Regions from separate parts of the Macaca mulatta genome. Here regions 1 and 2 are each linked to region 3. Evidence: chromatin contacts called from public Hi-C data. All regions are on one chromosome and are shown on one strand. Each heading gives the region's core, a stretch centred on a gene start, on an enhancer-like site or on the middle of the called end of the contact. The rest is flanking DNA. Distances are from core to core; before and after follow the strand shown.

Region 1 (3,889 bases), core at 519-3,018, 45 kb after region 3:
TCGAGGAAATTTTGGCTTATAAATCCGTTTTTTAAAGTAGTTTTTCTCCTTTAAAATGGTGATCGTGGTAAGAAGCACAGAGTTGTACTGAGTAATTAGTTGACTAGTATCTATGGAAAGTAGTCGACACTCCCAAGTTTTCCAATTCTGGATTAAGAGAGGCAGGCCTTATGAAAGAGAAAACACTGACTACTCAAAGACTTTCTTTTATTAGTACGTGGGCTGGGATGGATGGGAAGGGATAGATGTAGTGGGCAACCATGGTTAGCATCGGATGCCCATCCCAATGGCCATGAATGTGCCAAACGTGCCGCCACTCTGCATCATGGTTTTCCCAATGCCGCCCATCAGCTCTCGACCCCGCATTCCGATCCTGAGGAGGAAACCAAGATGGGGCTATTTGGTAACAAAAATACCAGAAAGAGTATTAACTGCTCCTTTCCAATTTTTTGCTAACACTAGTCTAGCAACCCCTACATCTCATTTTCCACTTACTGGATATTACCTCTTACTACCTGGGGTAGGTAATGAGAAGGAAAAAGATCCATCTGGGTCTCCAGGGAATTCTGGTGGATGTCATATTAACTGCCTTCAGTTTGTGGAAGGCAGCAGATGCAGTGTAAAATACATAGGCAGAGAAACCAGTTTTTTGGACTGGTGTTGCCTGCAGGTTAAATAAGACCCAATAAAGACATCTATCTTTTAGTTTCTTGTTAATGATTTTGGAGTAAGGTTGGGGTTCAAGAGCCACCTCTGCAATTTACACGTAGTGTGAAGTGTAAAATGGGCATCTCATTATTTACAGGATTTTGAAAACTACAGGATTTAGCACAGTGCTTAACATAGAGTAAGTGCTCGGTAAATGGTAATTTACAATCTGGAGATAGAGCAATAACAGCTCCTAAATGTGAAAATGACTTTCAGAGTGTAAAGTTTGACTGCTTTATCTCTGTTGTATCCTGTATCCAGAATAGTAAAACCGCTGAACAAGTTTCTTTCCTCATGCGCAATTGGAAATAAAAATAAAAGCAACAGTAGTAACCAGTTACTGAGCACTTAATATGTGCCAGATTCTGTGCAAAGTGTGCTGATCGAATTTTTAGAACTCTATAAGGTAGACGCTGTCTTCATTCTACACTTAAGGAAACCCAGTCTCCAACTTGCCTAAAGTCACCGAACCAGTAAGAAAAGGGCCAGAAAGCAGTTTGACTCTAAAGCTCAAATTCTTAAGCACTGACCCTTCCAACCTGACCTTTCAGATTGAAGGTGGTTTGGAATGAGTCTGGCTCGCGATGGGACAGAGAGGGAAGTCTAAAGGATTAGGAGGCTGTGTTCAGGCTCCAGGCCGAATGGGGTAGGGCCGGAAGATCTGGTTGTCCTACCCAGAGATCACCGCCCGCGCCCCTCACCTGAGACAGGAAAAGGTGCCGAAGAGCGCCCCGGCCGCCATGCCCACGGCGCAACCCATCACGAAGCCCATCTTGACGCGGTCGAAGCAGCTTGGCTGGGACTGTCCGTAGGGACCCACGGCCACCGGCATCTGCGGGGGATAGGAAAGTGTGGGCCCAGGCGCTGGCCCAAGAGTCGGGCGTGCACGGAGGCGGCAGGCGGGAAGTGGGCCCAAGGGCTCGGGGGAAGTCAGGGAAGGAAAATCCATGGGTAGCCCGACTCCAACACCCTCTTCGCGTTCCGGCCCCGCGTCGCCCTGCGCCTACCTCACCTAGCTCGCGGCCTCGGTCGCTCAGCTCTACGTCTCTCCCGGAAAACGACTGGGAGGGCGCTCGAGGCCCGATGAATCGCTTCCGGATCGCGGGGAAGCACTTCCGGGAGCCTGGGGCCCAGGACCGTAGCAGCTTCGGAAGGTGGGCTCTGCCAGCGGGACCATGCTGCTCCGAGCCGCTTGGAGGCGGGCGGCAGTGGCGGTGACAGCGGCTCCAGGGCCGAAGCCCGCGGCGCCCACTCGGGGGCTGCGCCTGCGCGGTACGCTCGGGTCCCGCTCTCCGGGAGGTGCGGACCTGTCCCCTCCGCGCGGCGACGCAACTGAATATTCCGGAGCCTTCCTGTCCACCCTGCTGCCCAGACTCTCTGACCCTTTCTCTCAAACGACACATCCCTCAGACTTTCTTAGGCGGGTCCCCGAACGGTTGACCCCGGCGCACCACCCCTCGCACCCTGCGCGACAGGCCCCCAGAGCCGTGGAGGCGCGTCCTTCAGACCGCTCCTGGCCAAGTTACAGATGCTGCTCTGGGCTCCCGTGCAGACCGTTAGCTTCGGTCAGAAGGGGCTGCACCTACTCTGGCTCCACGTTCCTTCTAAATGGCTTGGCCCTTTACAGTCTTCCTCCCTAGGAGGCCATTTGAATATCACCTCAACAGCCCCTCCAGGAACCCTCTCTCCCTCTCCTTTACCTCCTTTTACAGCGTGTCAGGTATCTTCTGCTGTTTTCTTTCCATTGAGATTCGACCCCAGCATCCCTTACACTTATCTCACCCCCAGCCAGATTTTTCCTTCTGCCCTTTGGATGCCATGCGTTCATAGTTGCCTTCGGTCTTACTTGGCCACTCCATTCCATTTTTTGTCAGTTGGAGATCATGCTCCTCAGTCTGCTGTTCCCGCAGATACAACCGCTGCCCCGGAGGCGGGGCCAGTGCTGCGACCTCTCTATATGGATGTACAAGCTACAACTCCTCTGGTAAGGATGGAGCTTTTCCCAAGGCTGTTTATTAGGAAGTAAATGATGGGCGTGACCACGCAAAGCAATGGCTGAATCCCTGGAGAAGTGAGAGCCATGAAGGTGTGCTGGAAAAAGCACTGAGCCAGGAGTCAGGAGGCTTAAATTTGAGGCCACTGGCAGTGGCTTTACTACTCACCAGCGATTGACCTTGGTCAAATCACTTCAGCGCAGGCTCTATCGTAGTAGTTGAAAGCATGGGCTCTGGAATGAGCAGAACCACCACTTAGTAACTGTGTGAACTTGGACAAGTTTTAAATGGGTTAAAAGACTAATGCAAGTTTTCACCAGTGTGTGACAAGGGGTATTTGCCTAGGCCCTGTCCTGTCCCAGCCCCTTGTAGATCACATTGCCTGGCGGGAATGGAAACACCAGCAGAAACATGTCGGAACAAGGCAGTGTTTGTAGACTACCTGAGGGGAGGCAGAACGATCTGAGTTGGGATGGGTTGTGAGTGGGAGTGTATTAGGTTGATAGTTGGTGGGTAGTTTTGTGGGAACAAAAGAATGTTTGAGGCCTCCTCTAGGCAGTGCCTGAGGGGTTCAGAGTGTCTTGAGGCAGGGTGGGCAGGTCTGAGGGGTGGAGGGGGACCTGAATTGACTATGGTCTCAAGGAAAATGATCTGTTCTGTTGTGCTCAGGACCCCCGGGTGCTTGATGCCATGCTCCCTTACCTAATCAACTACTATGGGAACCCACACTCCCGGACACATGCATATGGCTGGGAGAGTGAGGCAGCCATGGAACGTGCTCGCCAGGTTAGTACACAGGAGTCTAGGAAGTTCTAAGGTCAGACGGGGCAGTGGCCTGTGGGAGGCATTTCCTTCTTGGTAGGTGTGCATGGATGTAGAAGTGGTTTTGGATTCTTTCTGGAAGAGATTCAGAGAGCAGCCTTGGAGTTTGACTGCAGGCATCTGATTAGTTCCCATATTTCCTGGCTAAATGACTTGGGCAAGTTATCTAATTTCTCTAAGCCTTATTTTCCTCACATTTAAAATGGAGATTCTACTCTGTAGGGTTACTGGGTGGGTTAAATAAGACCATGTTGGTAAAGTGTTTATTAACACAACACCGATAAGTAAGAAGTACTATAAGTAGTAAGAGCTCAATAGTTCTTTTTTTTTTTTTTTTTAAGAGGTGGAGTTTTCACATGTGTTGC
Region 2 (3,798 bases), core at 49-2,548, 40 kb before region 3:
AAGCTAAAAAGGGTAGGAAGCCATGCTCAAAACCACAGACCATTCGCCACCTGGAAATGAGAGGACTCAGAAAAAGGTGTGCCCCCCAAATTTAAGAAGCATCTGGAAAGTGGCTGCACTCTGAGAGTTGTAGAACTAAAAGGGGTTCACCTCGTACATTTGAGGGGCACAAGAAATAAATATACTCCCAGATATGAAAATGAGTCTCCCTCAGGAAATAAGGTAGTTTGATTTGGGGAACACGTGAAAAGTGTGTAACCCCAAGAATACAGTCTCGGGAGAAGGCAGTGAATTCCCTTATTTGTGAAACTGGAAATAAGTACTCATAAACTTCAGAATTTGGACATCGTTTTCGGCCCAACCTCAGATTTGAAGGGCTGAGGAAAGGAAGTGGCCCCTAAATGTAAGAAATTCCTGAAGGCATGCTGTCAGATTTGGGACCTGGAAAAGGGGGATTCTTCTTTGGAGTGGTGGGGATACAAGAAAGTATCCCAAAACTTTGGCTAATGGACCCCAGATCTGAAGACCCGATAACAGGGTGAACCTCTAAATTGGAACGGAAACGCAGAATCAGATTGGAGGCCCGAAAAAAGGAGTGTGCTTCCACTTTGGGGGCTGAGGTTAGAGGGCACACCTTCAATTCGCGGGGGGCTTTAGAAATTTAGATAAAATTCCAGAGCTAGAGCTTAAGAAAGGGGGTGTGCCGCCCAGTTTTCAAAACTATAGAGAAAAGGGACACTCCCATATTTGGGGTCTTGAGAAAGGAATGTGCTCCCCGGAATAGCATAAAAAAGCCAATTTTAAAAAAACGTATCCCCAAAGCACAGGGCAACAGCAGAGGCTGCTGATGAGGCTCTAGGGGCCCACACAGCTCAGGCTCGGTCCCTAGCGCTCACCCGCACCCCCAACACGGCCCGCTCCGCGCCCCGGGCCCGCACCCCACGGCCCAGCCCCCTCGGGCGGCGCTGATTGGCGGCAGCCGCCGTCACTCTTGAGGGTAGCCCCGGGGATTGGGCACCGCTCGCACGCCCGCCACGCTCTCAGCAGCAGTCCCAGGGCCTCCCTCCAGGCTGGGCGAGCGGGGCCAGGCGGGGAGCGGGGCCGGGCAGGGGACCGGAGCAGCCGTGGCGTCCGTCGCCGTCCCCGTCCGCACGGCGCGCGCGCAGCGCGGGCCCGGCCCGACCCGGCCCCGGCCAGCCGGCTTCGCCTCGCCGAGCCTCGCCGCGAGCTCACCTCACGGCCCCACTCCGGCTGCGCCGCTCCAGGACCAACCGACAGAAGGACTCTGCGTGCTCTACACCACGTGACCCCCGGGACGCGCCCAGCGTATCCCCCGCCCCCCACACAGACGCATCATCGCCACCACCGAGTGACGTAAGGTCCCAGCGGCCCCGCCCCCTGCCCTGTCCGCCCGATCACCGTGGCAACCGCCTGCGCAGGCCACGCCCACTGCCCTGACGCGCGGGAAACAGGTCCGCGCCCTATCAGAAACACGAAGCCCCTACTCACTCGTAATCACTGAGATCTCGGAAGCCGGGGAATGGACGCTATCCATCACCCGTTAATTTTGCCACCTACATGTGTCTCAAAGCTTCCCACTTCTCCATCGAAGCGACCACCATCTCTCCAAGATGACGGTGGTCTCCACCCTATTACTCTTTGCCGTTCTAATCCATTCTTCGTACACAGGCAGAGAGGTCTTTTCAAAACGCCATCCCCTGCTCAAAGCCCGTTTCCCTCCCTACTCCTAATTAAGATCTAACTCTTCACCTAGAGTATCTACCAGGCTCTTCAAAGTCTGGACCTGACCTGCCGCTTTCTTGTCCTCACACATCCAGCTCCCCCACATTCTCAGCGTCCTTCAACTCCGCCAACAATCCAGGTTCTTCTCACCTCAGAGCCTTTGCACTCTTTTTCTCCCCCACTTTATCATTAACACCTAGAAAGGTTTCCAATTGCTGCTAAGGATAAGGAGCTATATTTTGCCTGGGGACGAAGGTCGGAGTTGAAGCCATCCCGAAAGAATATGAGGCCAGGAGCAGTGGCTCACGCCTGTAATTCCAACACTTTGAGAGGCTGAGATGGGTAGATCACTTGAGCTCACGAGTTCAAGTCCAGCCTGAGCAACATAGCCAGACCCCCCCCCACCTCTCTCCAAGAAATACAACAATTAGCCAGGCGTGAACGTGCGCACTTGTGGCCCCAGCTCAACCTTCTGAGTAGCTGGGACTGCCGGCCCATGCCACCATGCCTGGCGAATTTTTTTTTTTTTTAGACACGGTCTCAGTGTGTCACCCAGGCTGGAGTGCAGTGGCTCAGTCTTGGCTCATCATAACCTCCACCTCCTAGGCCCAAGCAATTCTCCCACCTCAGTCTCCCTGATAGCTGGGACCACAGGTGTGCACCACCAAGCCTGGCTAATTTTTGCATTTTTTTGTAGAGATGCAGTATCACCATGTTGCCCAGGCTGGTCTTGAATTCCTGGGCTCAAGCAGTCCACCCACCTTAGCCTCCTAGAGTGCTGGAATTAACATCGTGCTCAGCCAATTTTTTTTTTTTTTTTTGAGACGGAGTCTCACTCTGTAGCCCAAGCTGTGCAATGGTGCAATCTTGGCTTACTGCAACCTCCGCCTCCCGGGTTCAAGCAATTCTCTGCCTCAGCCTCAGGAGTAGCTGGAATTACAGGTGCACGCCGCCACATCCAGCTAATTTTTTGTATTTTTTTTTTTTTTTAGTAGAGACGGGGTTTCACCATCTTGATGAGGCTGGTCTTGAACTCCTGCCCTCATAATCTGCCCACCTCAGCCTCCTAAAGTGCTGGGATTACAGGCGTGAGCCACTGCACCCGACTCAGTTTTTTGTTTTTGTTTTTGTTTTTGTTTTAGAGACAGGGTTTCACTTTGTTGCCCAGGCTGGTCTCAAACTCCTTGGCTCAAGTGATCCTCCTGCCTCAGCCTCCAGAAATGCTGGAATTACAGGCCTCAGCCAGCAAATCCAGCTTGAGAAGTGCTTTTTAAACCAGGGCTGGAGACTAAGGAGGGTATTGCCTCAGTGGAGGTAGTCAGGGCAAAGAGCAGCCCTTAGGTAGAGATACTGTGGAACCAGGGACAAAAGCTTCAGCTATACTTGCTTGGGCAGTACATGTCTTCTATTAAAATTGTAACATGGCTGGGCATGGTGGCTCACGCCTGTAATTCCAGCACTTTGGGAGGCCAAGATGGGCAGATTACCTGAGGTCAGGAGTTCGAGACCAGCCTGGCCAACATGGTGAAACCCTCTCTCTACTAAAAATACAAAAATTAGCCAGGCGTGGTGTTGCATGCCTGTAGTCCTGGCTACTTGAGAGGCTGAGGCAGGAGAATGACTTGAACCCTGGAGGCAGAGGTTGCAGTGAGCCGAGATAGCACCACTGCACTCTAGCCTGGGCAACAGAACAAGATTCCATCTCAAAAAATAATAATAAAATAAAATAAAATTGCAACAATACAGGAAAGATTCACATGACCCCTGCACAAGGATAAGCATGCAAATTCATGATACATTTCATACTTTTTTAAAAATCAGCAATTTGAGAATCAGTGCCACTCAGTCAAGTAAGTGCTCACATACAGGAAGGGCCTTCCCAAGATCCTCTGGGTTTATGTTTATTTATTTTTTATTTATTTATTTATTTTTTTTTTTTTTTGAGACGGAGTCTGGCTCTGTCGCCCAGGCTGGAGTGCAGTGGCCGGATCTCAGCTCACTGCAAGCTCCGCCTCCCGGGTTTACGCCATTCTCCTGCCTCAGCCTCCCGAGTAG
Region 3 (3,551 bases), core at 665-3,164:
GTCATAATACTGGAATTACCGGGGGGCAGGAAGAGACAGCAGAGGTTAGCTTGCTTTTTTTCTGACATATTATGCTTAAATTTTCTGTGATGATTTTTTCTTTTTTTGAGATGGAGTCTTGATCTGTCACCCAGGCTAGAGTGCAATGGCATGATCTCAGCTCACTACAATCTCCGCCTCCCGGGTTCAAGCGATTCTCCTGCCCCAGCCTCCCAAGTAGCTGGGATTGCAGGCGCCTGCCACCATGCCTGGCTAGTTTTTTAATTTTTAGTAGAGACAGGGTTTCGCCATGTTGGTTAGGCTGGTCTTGAACTCCTGACCTCAGGCAGTCCACTCCCGCCGGCCTCCCAAAGTGCTGGGATTAGAGGCATAAGCCACTCCGCCCGGCCTCCAGAGTGAGACTCCGTCTCAGAAATAAAATAAAATAAAAAGAGGATCTGAATTTTCAGGAAAAGGACTAAGAGAGTATTCTAACTATGAAATAACTGTTATTAATAATCCTCTAAGATAAACCCTAACCCGTCTGTAAAGTTAACCTGAGAGTCAAAACCACTTAACATCTATATTTTCTCTAAATAATTTTGTTTAGCAAGAAGTTAGCTCTTTTGAAGATTAAATATTTGCCAGGCGTTTTACAGACGTTATATCGTTTAATCTTCACTATAGCCCTACTGAGCCTTCATTCATCAATTTACTTAGGGTCCACTTGGGCAGACATGCCCTGCTAACCTCTAAAAATTCAGTAGTGAGCATTATCTGCCTTCCTCAGGCTCAAGCCGCTTAGACTAGCTACTAAGTATGTCCTCTTTTAAATCAGGAAATGAAAAATCTGCTCTGAGAGGTTAATTTGCTTGTTCAAGGTCACACAGTGTTGAAGCAGCTAGCTACACTAATCAAGGCGTCTCATTTCGAATCTTTTCTGCTCTTAATCATTAGACTGTTAAGATTAGACGGTAAGATTTTTTGCTTTGAAGAGTTCTTTCCAATTTTTTTCCACCATCTAGGAGAAAACCTCTCACAGTACTGACCAAAGAACAGTGACTAATTCATGCTCTAATTACCAGGCATCTGGAAGACTTCAGGGGAGAGGAGCCAGGTCCCTGGGGGAAGGGGGACTTTTTTTAGTGGGGTGTGTTTTTTTTCCCCCAAATTCTTCAGTAATATTCAGGAAGGGGAACTTTTTTGAAGGAACGGTAGCAACCCTGACACAAGAGGTGATTAAATTCGGGGCACAAAGCTGGTCCCATGCCAAGGGAAGCAGAGTTTATCTTCTCCACCTTTTCTTTGCTTTCCTCCACTATTTCCAAGGTTGTTTCAAAGATCGACAGTGCAGACCGCGCCATTGGCTCCAAATGACTAAGAAATCTATTTTTATTATCTTCCCCTCTCCCCTACCCCTAAAGGTCTCTTCTGGCCTTCTGATACTTTTCCACTTCGTCTCCACCCTTAGCGGATAATCTGAAGATCGCCGTTTTATCCTATCGCCATAACGACTAGGTTGCCTTATGGCGACCTTGACAGCCATCCGGGAGGCCGGAGGGGGCGGTCGGCTGTGCTGGGGGAATCTTCAGATGGCCGTGAAGAGGCGCCACGAGGGGGAGGCGACCGCGGAGCTCCACTCAGCGAGGAGTTCTCTGAAAGATTGACAGGTAGCCTACCAACTGTCTTTACCCTAGAGACCCACTCTGTCTCGCGAGATTTAGGTGCTTACGCGAAGTGGGAGTGAAAGGCGCCTCTCTGAATGGGGGATGGGACTGTCTATGGCGCAATCATTGCGCGAGATTGGGCTACAGTCGCTGGAGCTATACTTAGATCTCGCGATACTTCGGCCTCTCCGATTTGCTGCTTGGGGCAGCTTCTCGCGAGAGCCCGTGCTGAGGGCTCTGTGAGGCCCCGTGTGTTTGTGTGTGTGTATGTGTGCTGGTGAATGTGAGTACAGGGAAGCTGCGGCCGCCATTTCGGGGAGCTTGCCGTCACTGTCGCAGGGGTGGATCCTGAGCTGCCGAAGCCGCCGTCCTGCTCTCCCGCGTGGGCTTCTCTAATTCCATTGTTTTTTTTAGATTCGCTCGGGCCTAGCCGTCCTCGGAGCCCGATATTCGGGCTGGGCGGTTCCGCGGCCTGGGCCTAGGGGCTTAACAGTAGCAACAGAAGCGGCAGCGGCGGCGGCGGCGGCGGCGGCAGCAGCAGCAGCAGCAGCAGCAGAAGTCTCTTCCCGAAGACGAGCACCACAGGCGTCCGAAAGCCGGAGCAGGTACAGGGGCGTTGCGGACCCGCGTATTATCCCAGCTTTCTCGAGGTTTGGCTCCCTTTTGGGCTGAGGGGCGCTCTTGGCGGTCTTTAGCGACCGGGGTGAGGGGTGGTTTTCGAGAAATCGGCCCTGTTTCAGTGACCGCGCCCTTATTTTCCGGTCGGGTAGAGTCTGGATTCTTGGGGTGGCAGGGACCTCTGAGAGGCCTCTGTAGATTGGTGACCTGTCTCCTTCGAGGCCTGGGCCGGCCGCGACCTCCCAACATGGCGCCAGTTGAACGCTGCCTTGGCTCATAACCCCTCCCAATGGAGGGAGTTTCCCTTTGCCCCTAAAATGGCAGCGCGGGTTTTTGCGCGGAAAGAGGCGCTCTCGTTCGGGTCTCCCAGTTTCTGTTTTTGGAGTTGATCGCAGGGTGTTAAATATTGGACATTGAAGTCTTCATTTTCGTGTCTTTGGTGTAAGAGGCGTTTTGGATTTACTTACATAAGCCAAACCTGGTTAAAGTGCGTGTCAGTTTAGTCATTCATTGTAGGGCTTTTGGAGGTTTTTCTTAAGTTTTCCAGTGTGTCGGCTGAGAAAATTCAGTCGATTTGAAAAGCGTTTACCAGGCCGGCCGCGGTGGCTCACGCCTGTAATCGCAGCACTTTGGGAGGTAGAGGCAGGCGGATCACTTGAGGTCAGGAGTTCGAGACCAACCTCATCAACATGGTGAAACCCCGTCTCTATTAAAAATACAAAAATTAGCCGGGTGTGGTGGCAGGCGCCTGTGATCCCAGCTATTCGGGAGGTGAGGTAGGAGGATCGCTTGAACCCGGGAGGCGGAGCTTGCAGTGAGCCGAGATCGCGCCACTGCACTTCAGCCTGGGCAACTAGAGCGAAACTCCGTATCAAAAAAAAGAAAGACAAATAAAAATGTTTACTCACCGAATCGTCTTGTTCTTTTCCTAGGCGTTTAGAGAAAATGGCAGACGATATTGATATTGAAGCAATGCTTGAGGCTCCTTACAAGAAGGTGAGAAAAAACATGTCGGTGAGGTTTATAATTTCTTAATTTAGCATTATTCACGAAACTACTGCTGAAATGTAAACTAACCTCCCCGGAGCCCTCTTGATTTATCTTATCAGAGATGCATTACGTGTAACTTACAAAAGTAAATATATGCTATTGATGTAATAATATTGTGCAGTAGTTTCACTTCAGCGTGATGAATAAATGCCCATCTATCTCTCTTTGTAGACTTGCCTAACGATATCTCACCTCTACTCCCATGAATTCACCTTTGATTCCAGTGTGAACTGTCAA

What was found. A called contact is a pair of places that touch in the nucleus more often than the background predicts.
Region 1: a Hi-C map of fetal cortex germinal zone shows a contact between it and region 3, with 1.8 times the contacts expected there. The contact joins the promoter of ROMO1 here to the promoter of RBM39 in region 3. A contact is called at or near these places in 3 of 14 Hi-C or Micro-C datasets (cortical neurons, fetal cortex germinal zone and liver).
Region 2: a contact with region 3 is called in a Hi-C map of fetal cortex germinal zone, with 1.7 times the contacts expected there. The contact joins the promoter of PHF20 here to the promoter of RBM39 in region 3. A contact is called at or near these places in 2 of 14 Hi-C or Micro-C datasets (cortical neurons and fetal cortex germinal zone).

Annotation. Positions count from the first base shown.
Region 1 is chr10:88,512,806-88,516,694 of T2T-MMU8v2.0, reverse strand. It overlaps ROMO1 (reactive oxygen species modulator 1), which reads right to left and starts at 1,768. Exons shown (of 3, transcript NM_001190916.1): 1 at 1,716-1,768; 2 at 1,410-1,540; 3 at 191-373. The coding sequence starts at 1,540. The coding sequence ends at 265. It overlaps NFS1 (NFS1 cysteine desulfurase), which reads left to right and starts at 1,820. Exons shown (of 12, transcript XM_077951752.1): 1 at 1,820-1,980; 2 at 2,583-2,692; 3 at 3,372-3,488. The coding sequence starts at 1,884.
Region 2 is chr10:88,597,169-88,600,966 of T2T-MMU8v2.0, reverse strand. PHF20 (PHD finger protein 20) reads right to left here and starts at 1,298. Exons shown (of 17, transcript XM_077951704.1): 1 at 1,234-1,298. It also overlaps the pseudogene LOC114670650.
Region 3 is chr10:88,558,456-88,562,006 of T2T-MMU8v2.0, reverse strand. RBM39 (RNA binding motif protein 39) reads left to right here and starts at 1,914. Exons shown (of 18, transcript XM_077951748.1): 1 at 1,914-2,251; 2 at 3,197-3,260.